Linked DNA regions of Ovis aries: region 1 is linked to region 2. The links are chromatin contacts, called in public Hi-C maps. All regions are on one chromosome and are shown on one strand. The core of a region is the stretch at or near the end of the contact, and the rest is flanking DNA. Distances in the headings are between cores, read along the strand shown. Region 1 overlaps ACER2 (alkaline ceramidase 2). Region 2 holds the start of RPS6 (ribosomal protein S6).

Region 1 (4,221 bases), core at 92-2,591, 64 kb before region 2:
AAAAGTCAATAAAGACACTTACTGAAGCTGAGAAAAAAAAAAAAGAAAGAAAGAAACACCCTCACAGACACACCCAGAAATAATGTTTTACCAGCTATCAGAGCATCCCTTTGCCCAGTCAGGCTGACCCATAAAAGTACCATCACAAGAAGTTTCCTGAAAGCTGCCACTTCTATCTACTCACACAGAAGGGATGGGGGGGAAAAGGAGAATGTAGACTTTTATTCCAGGCAGACATCCATCTTTACAGCTTAACACTGGAGCCTCTATTGCAAAGAAAGAGGAGGGAACTGCACCTGAGGTAGGCAATTGGCCATTTCTGCCACGTGAAAATTATTTCACTAATCCTCATGACAACCCTAAGAGTACTTCTATTATCTCCATTTTGCAGATGAGAAAACAGGCTCAGAGATTCCTAACCAGATCTCATACCCAAAATCCTAAGCTATCATCTCACTGAAACTCCTGATGAACCCTAAGTCAGAACTGCTGAGCCAAGCCCCTGCTTAATTCCTGACCCACAGAAACTGAAAGATGGTAAATACTTGTTTTTGTTATAACTTGCATGCCTCCTTAGTTGCTTCAGTCGTGTCTGACTCTTTGCAACCCCATAGACTGTAGCCTGCCAGGCTCCTCTGTCCATGGGATTCTCCAGGCAAGAATACTGGCGTGGGTTGCCATTTCCTTCTTCAGGGGATCTTCCCAACCCAGGGATCGAACCCGCATCTCTTACATCTCCTGCATTAGGAGGTGGGTTCTTTACCAGTAGCTCCGCCTGAGAAGCCCTGTTATAATTTTGTGTTGGGTTAATTTGTTATGCAATCACTCATAATTCGTGGTATATGTCTCAAAAAAAGAGAAACATTTATTTTTTTTTTAATGTATTGGAGTATAACTGATTTACAATGTTGTGCTAATTTCATAAATCCAGCAAAGTAAATGGATTATACACCAACATACATCCACTTTTTTAGATTTTCCTATATATGGCATTGTAGAGTAGCAAGTAGAATCCTCTGTGCTATAGAGGAGGTCCTAATTAGCTAACAGTTGTAAAAAGGAGCAAGGGCTCAGGGTGGACTCCTGCAGGTGAGTGGCCCAGAACAGAAGGTGTCACCAGCTTTGGGGTAAATCCATTCTCTGGAATCTGGGTTTGAGGGGCCTTCACAGAGTGCAGACCTGTGCAGACCGGAATCTCTGCGGCCCACGGGCAGTCTTGGCAGTTTGACAGAATCCAACGGCAGAGAGCAGCACGCCTGGGAGAACCCTCTGAGCCTACGCGGGAGGCTGGGTTCACGGCCACCCTGGGCCCTGCGCAGTGTGCGGGGCTGCACTGCCCCCTGGTGGGCACTCTGGGCAGCGCTCCCCTTTTCCCCCTCGCAAGACCAAGGCGCATTACTTGTCCGGCTCCGCCCCCATCCACCCATCACCAGCCCGGCACTCCGGCACAGGTGTATCCCTACCCCTGGTACAAGTTGGTGAGGGGATCTCTCGGACTAGCAGCACAATCACCTTGAGTCTCCCTCTCTCTCACACACACTCTCTTTCTCTCTCTGCCTCATATTCTGGACAGACCAATCGACCAATCCCAGTGCTGTTGACAAGACCGCGAAGCACTCTGCTGAGCACTGAACCGCCTGTCTCAATCCTTCTGGTCTCAGTGTGGACGTTGCCTCCCAATCAAAGAGGACTTCCTGGACCCACAAGGTGTTCCACTACACCCTGCATTCTCTAGCTCTGTGAACTGACTGATTGATTGATTACTAGGTGTCTGAATTCAACCTCCCCAACACTGATTGCCAGGTCAGCCCTGGGCCTGTTTCCGGCCATACAAAGATGAGGAGGCCGTGCGGTGCCTGGGGTGAGAGGCGGCTGGCTTTCTCCTGCCAGACACCCTAAACTTCTGGGACAGAGGGGGTAATTCTGCCAAATGAAACCCCAGCCAAGCTCCCTGAAACCCGTTCTGTCCTCTCCTACCACCACTCACTGCTTCTCAAAGTATTTTTCAACAGCAGCCGGCAGGGTGGGGGCTGCTCGGATCGGGGGTGAGAAAGGTATTAGAGGAAACCCCAACAGGGGCCTTGGAGGAGAAAGCGGAAGCCTGGGGTGGGTGTGTATCTGTGCGCTCCTGTGCACTCTGAGGACTCCGGCTACTCTGTAACACTCTTCTGGGGCCTCTGGCTAAACACGAGGGGAGGGGATCCCATATTCTGGGCAGATGCGGGAAGCAGCTTGTGGGACAGGGCAGTAGACTGAATGCTGACCCCCCAAAATTGGCATACACCGGGGATCCCACACCATGACCTTATTTGGAAAGAAGGTCTTTGCAGATGTAATCAGTTAATCAAGGTTGAACTGAATTAGGCTGCTGTCTTTATAAGAGATCAGAGAGGGAGGGAGAGGGAAGTTCTGACACGGAGAAAGGGGGAAGCCAACAGACAGCAGAGGCGGAGACTGGACGGAAGGGTCTGCAGGTGGAGGTAACAGGATTGCTGGCAACCACCAGAAACCAAGAGAGAAGCAGAAGCAGACTCTCCCCCGGTGCTACAGAAGGAGCCAACCCCACTGACATCTTTATCTTGAACTTTTTTTAGGGGAGGCACCCAGCAAGGCACGCGGGATCTTAGCTCCCCAGCCAGGGATTGAACCCATGCTCCCTGCAGGGGAACCACAGAGTGTTAACTACTGGACCCCCTGCAGACATCTAGAATCAGACTCTGGTCTCCTGCACTGTGAGAGAATGCATTTCTGTTGCTTTGAGCCATGGAGCTCACAGTCATCTGTTATCACTGCCACAGGAAACCCCAACCTAATCTGAAAGGGGTGAACAAACGCAAGAACACACACAGTGACCTGGAAGCTGATGCTGTGACACCTCCATTGGTCACCAGCTTCATGTCCTCAGGCAAGCGGCTCAGCCTCTGAGCCCCAGTCTTTCCACATCACAGACTAGGCTCCAGCGCCTTGGGATCCATCACCCATGTCCCCATGAGGACCTGGTACATGGTGAAGCTGCTCGGAACATATTAGCCATGTCTCTCCCTTAGCTGTCCCCAGTCAGCACAGTGGACACCTTCCCTCCTTCTCTGCTGCAGAATGAAGGAGGGAAGGAGCCCAGGTTTGGGGTGGGAGAGAGCTGAGCCACTTACTGGCTCTGTGGTCTTGGACCAGATATGCATTCTCCGACCCCAGGCCTCAGGACTTCACCAAGAAAATGAAGATAAGAAAAATCTCCCTCATACAGTCTGCAGTGACCTGAAAATTTGCATCCCCCAAAATCCATATGTTGGATCCCTAAACACCTGCCCCCCAAATCTGCTTCCCCTGCAATGTGATGGTATTTGGAGGTGGAACCTTTGGAAGGTGATCAGGTTAAGATGGGGGCTTCCCCAGAGGCTCAGTGGGTAAAGAATCCACCTGCAAGTGGAGACATGGGTTTGATCCCTGGGTCAAGAAGATCCCCTGGAGGAGGGCATGGCAACCCACTCCAGTATTCTTGCCTAAAGAATCCCATAGAGAGAGGAGCCTGGCGGGCTGCAATCCATAGGGTTGCAAAGAATTGGACATGACTGAGCAATTGAGCATGTACACGTGCAGGTTAAGGTGAGGTCATGAGGGGGAGGTCATGATGGGATTGGTGCCCCCATAACATGGAGAAGAGATGCCAGAGCACGCTCTCCCTGCCCACAAGAGGAGGTGGCCACCTGCAAGCCAGGATGCTGGTCCTTACCAGGAACCAAATCTCCTGGTACCTTGGCCTTGGACTTTTCAGTGTCCAAAAGTGTGAGAAGTCAGTGTCTGTTGTTCAGGCCAGCCCCTCTGGTATTTTGTATGGAGGATGGATTGACAAGACACAGAGGAGCACTCTCTAGGATGGAGAGAAATGGATAGATTTGAGACACTGGGGAAGTGGGATGGAGAGGATTTACCTACTCTTGGGTAAGACATGGACAAATGAGGAAAGTGGGGACTTCTGGCAACTGAATGGAGTGGCCTGACTTAGAAGGTGAACAAGGTGCAAGTTTGGGGTAAGACGATTTCGCGTGTCTATTGGACATCCAAGTAGACCACACCAGGAATGAACTGGATTTGCAGATCTACAGTGAAGAGCAAGAGATGGCTTGGAGCCAGAGAGGAAGGAGTCCCCAATGTGCAAACATCATCCATTCCTGGGAAGGTGTGAAGATGGAGTGCAGTTTCTGACTTTGGCCACAAGATGGC
Region 2 (4,369 bases), core at 1,793-4,292:
CTCCTATACCCCAAAGGACTTAACATAGGTACTCAACACACCAGCACTATTTACAATAGTCAGAAGTTGGAAACAGGACTTCTGGTGGGAAACAGGACTTCTAGCGCCACCTGGGAGGCTGAAATCCTGTTTGATCATCTGATAATGTAAAAAGTGTGCCCAAATGATGCATTTAAATTCAGCGTATGTAATTTTTGTTGTTAAGGTGAAACTGACGTAGCATAAAACCATTTTTACGTGAACAATCCAGTGGCATTTAGCACTCACGGTGTTGTGCAACCACCACCTCTTTCCTGGTGGTCCAGTGGTTAAAAGTCTGCCTGCCAACACAGGGGACATGGGTTTGATCCCTGGTCCAGGAAGATTTCATATGCTGTGGGGAAACTAAGCCCCTGCACCACAGCTACTGAGCCTACATTCTGGAGTCTGCTGGCCACAACTACTGAGCCCACAGGTCACAACTACTGAAGCCCACCTACCCTGAAGCTCAGGCTCCACAACAGGAGGAGCCACCACGTTGAGAAGCTGCGACTAGAGAGTGGCCCTCATTTGCCACAACTGGAGAAGGCACAGCAATGAAGGCCCAGTGCAGCCAAAAATAAACTTAAGAAAAAAAAGTTGGAAACTGCCCAAATGGATGAATGGATAAACAAATTGTGACCTACACGTACAAAGTGATATTATTCAACAATTAAAAGGAATGAAAAAAACAGATACACACTACAATGTGGATGAATGTAAAAAAAAATTTGAAGGCAGATACAGAGATCACATACTGTATAATTTCATTTATATGAAACAGATAGATTAAGTAAATCCATCTAGACAGTGCACAGATTGTGGCTACCAGGGGCTGGTGGAAGAGGGGAATGAGGAGCAATTGCTTAATGGATACAAGGTTTCCTTTTGGGGTGATGAAACTGTCTTGGCACCGAGAGAAGTGCTGACTGTACAAAACCATGAGTGCCAAGTGCCACTGAATTGTTCACATAAAAACAAATGGTTTTATGCTATGTCAATTTCACCTTAGCAACAAAAATTACATATACTGAATTTAAATGCATCATTTGGACACACTTTCTACATTAATGTCAGATGACCAAACAGGATTTGGGCCTCCTAGGCGGCGCTAGTGGTAAAGAACCTAACTGCCAATGAAAGAGATATAAGAGTCGTGGGTTTGATCCCTGGGTCAGGAAGATCTCCTGGAGGAGGGCATGATAATCCACTCCAGTATTTCTGCCTGGAGAACCCCATGGACAGAGGAGCCTGGTGGGCTACAGTCCACAAGGCCGCAAAGAGTCGAACACAAGTGAAGAGACTTACCACACAAATAGGATTTAGCAGAATCTTTCAACTTTGAATGTGAAGCAGGCCTAAACTCAAACCTTTGTGATACTGAAGCAGAAGATGGATGTGATAATTTTGGAAAGTAAAAATTTATTTTAAACGCAGGGTTTTTTTTCTTGAGGAAAAAATATGGAGTAAATATGTAATGGATAGTAAGTGTTCCATTCTTCAGGGTACGGTGGGTTTCAAAGTTAGATCTGGATTTTCATTCTCCCAACAATGTTCTGGAGGACTATCAAGTGCACCGTATTTTCCCCACATCTTTCTGTTCTATTAAGAGCTGAATCATTGCTGATTCAAGATTTACTGCAATACACTCAACTCATTCTTCCTCTGCTAGCTGGCTCCATACTACCACACTCTGAAAGACTAATACATATCAAAACTAGGGTTATGATCACATAATATTACTAAGCCTTACTTATTAAGTGCCATGCATTTTACTGCTTCCTGAGTATACCGTAGTGAAGTTATGAGACCTAGCCTAATTTACCATCTAGTATGCAGACAGACCATAAGCAGACCATTTATGTATTGTGATTAAACAGTACTATAAAGGAAAATAGTGCTACACTAGAGGAGAGGAATACAATTTCTGGTTGTGTGGTCAGGCAAGGCTTCTCTTAGGAAGGACATGTAAGCTGAAAGCCTTGCATGGTATTAACAAATGGCAATAGTTGAGCTTTGGACTGTGAAAAATATATGAAAGTAGGTTAAGAAGTTTGGAAAGTATTTAATTATAGTGGGAAATAAATTGCGCATCTCCAACAATGGAGTTGACAGAACTTTGCATTTTAAAAAGATCGCAGAGAAAAGGCAGAAAGCAGAGAGGCTCTTTGGGAGGCACCAGGACTTGGAGTAACTATGGTTAACTGGCTTTCAAGAAAGGCTGGCTGACAGTCCATGTCTGACGTAGGGTGCAGCATGCTTGGGGCTGGTGCATGGGGATGACCCAGAGAGATGTTGTGGGGAGGGAGGTGGGTGGGGGGGTCATGTTTGGGAACGCATGTAAGAGTTAAAGATTTTAAAATTTAAAAATAAAAAAATAAAAATATACTATTATAAAAAAAAGAAAGGCTGGCTGAATGCATCATTCTGTGATAGAACTGCAGGTGGCGCTAGTGGTAAAGAACTCGCCTGCCAATGCAGGAGACAGAAGGAACGCGGGTTCCGTCCCTGGGTCGGGAAGATCATCTGGAAGAGGGCATGGCAACCCACTCCAGTATTCTTGCCTGGAGAATCACATGGACAGAGGAGCCTGGAGGGCTTCATTCCATGGGGTCGCAAGAGTCGGACACGACCCAAGGGACTTAGCACTCATGCACGTGACAGAACGATGACTGCAAAGCGGTTAAAGGACAAGTGGATGATCAAGTATTTAAGAAAACACAAAGCACAAGTTTTCAAGACCGGAACCAGGGCAGGGCACGCTCCTAAACTGCAAAACTTCGGGACCAGAACTGCTCCCTAACCCAGAATCATACAGGAAAGAACACAGTAGAAGAACTAATCTTCCGTACTAAACCTGTGCCTTCTCGTACGCACCGCCCACCGACTCTTATCTCCCAACCGCTGATTAGCCCCACCCCGGAAGTACTGCCTACCAATACTCACTTCCACTATACCAGGCGTCTGCACATCTCGCGAGAACTGGAAGAGCCTATGTGACCTGGGCTAAGCGGAAGTTGGGTCTCTTTTTCGTGGCGCCTCGGAGGCTGTCGGCCGCTTCAGAATGAAGGTAGGACTTGGTGACGGGTGTCCGGGTAGGCTTGTGGAACGTGGAGCAAGTCCTATGATTTGTCGCTGGGCTCGAAAATCCTGGCCCTGGATGGAGAAGGGTCTGAGGCAGCAGAAGGATCGCTCTTCTGGGGCCGAAGCTCCATGGGAGAGCGGATGGCGAGCGATTGCAGCTGGAGCTACGCCGGTCTGGGAGCGCCATGGTGGCGTCTTGACCCCCAGGCAGGATAGAGGCGGCCGGGCTGACGGCACGTAGGTCAGGCTCCTTGATCTGAGAGCGTGAACGGCTATGGACAGTAATTATCCGTGGCGGCATTCCGCAAGCCTTGCAAGATGGGTCCTATTTTTAGTGCCGTGTTTGTGGCGCCTTGCACGTGTCCTTTAGTGAATGTAATCAAATTTTCTGTTAGTTGTGTGCGGGTGACAGGAAAGGCTTTTTGCTATGGGATAACTTTTCTAGTGGTTCTGCGATTTTCATGAAGTTCTTTTCCCCCTTGTCTGTAATTTTTAGCTGAACATCTCTTTCCCGGCCACTGGCTGCCAGAAGCTCATTGAAGTGGACGATGAACGAAAACTTCGTACCTTCTACGAGAAGCGTATGGCCACAGAAGTTGCTGCTGACGCCTTGGGTGAAGAATGGAAGGTAAAAGTTGAATTGTTACAAGTTGAACTGTCGCGTTGAATTGTTAGCTCTATTTAAGAGAGGTGGTAAACGCTATTGGTAATTGGTAAATGTAATGGGGTTCACACTCGGGTTGTTAGTTCCAAATGTCACTTTATAAGGTGGCGCTATCACTTGGCAGGGTTATGCTTATGTAGATCAAATGAAAAATATATCGTTCTTGACCTGCAAGCTAAAGGCCTCCAAAGGGATCTTCAAAAGTGCCAAGAAGATTGTTTCTGATTTATGGTTCCTTGATACTTTGGTTTCATAACATACTCTTTCTACCCCAGGAGTTAACAACTCTGGTAAAATAAAGGCTAGAAATATGACTTGGTTGAAAGGATTTTGCCAGTCTAACTTGGGAAACTGTTAGTATAGACAAAATTTAGTGACCAGAGGAAAGTATTTAAAATGTCAAATCGGTCCTAATGAACGGTACTAAGTAGAATTAAGGGTGTACTTAGAGGCCACAGTGCTTTGTTTTTAATGTGTCATCGTGTTCTTTTGCAGGGTTATGTGGTCCGAATCAGTGGCGGGAACGACAAGCAGGGTTTCCCCATGAAGCAGGGTGTCTTGACCCATGGCCGAGTTCGCCTGCTTCTGAGTAAGGGGCATTCC

The links. A called contact is a pair of places that touch in the nucleus more often than the background predicts.
Region 1: a Hi-C map of mixed tissues shows a contact between it and region 2, with 2.6 times the contacts expected there. The contact joins the enhancer-like site here to the promoter of RPS6 in region 2. A contact is called at or near these places in 5 of 16 Hi-C or Micro-C datasets (liver, mixed tissues, omental adipose tissue and 1 more).

The regions. Positions count from the first base shown.
Region 1 is chr2:87,961,056-87,965,276 of ARS-UI_Ramb_v3.0, reverse strand. All of the region lies in intron 5 of ACER2 (alkaline ceramidase 2), which reads right to left. Among named protein-coding and RNA genes, the nearest start is that of ACER2, 40 kb to the right of the region's middle. Within about 2 kb of position 1,341, at least 21 of the 54 cell types and tissues checked have an H3K27ac peak or open chromatin away from gene starts, as enhancers often do. A contact at or near this core is called in liver, where this site is marked.
Region 2 is chr2:87,899,009-87,903,377 of ARS-UI_Ramb_v3.0, reverse strand. It overlaps RPS6 (ribosomal protein S6), which reads left to right and starts at 3,042. Exons shown (of 6, transcript XM_004004394.6): 1 at 3,042-3,088; 2 at 3,599-3,730; 3 at 4,262-4,369. The coding sequence starts at 3,083.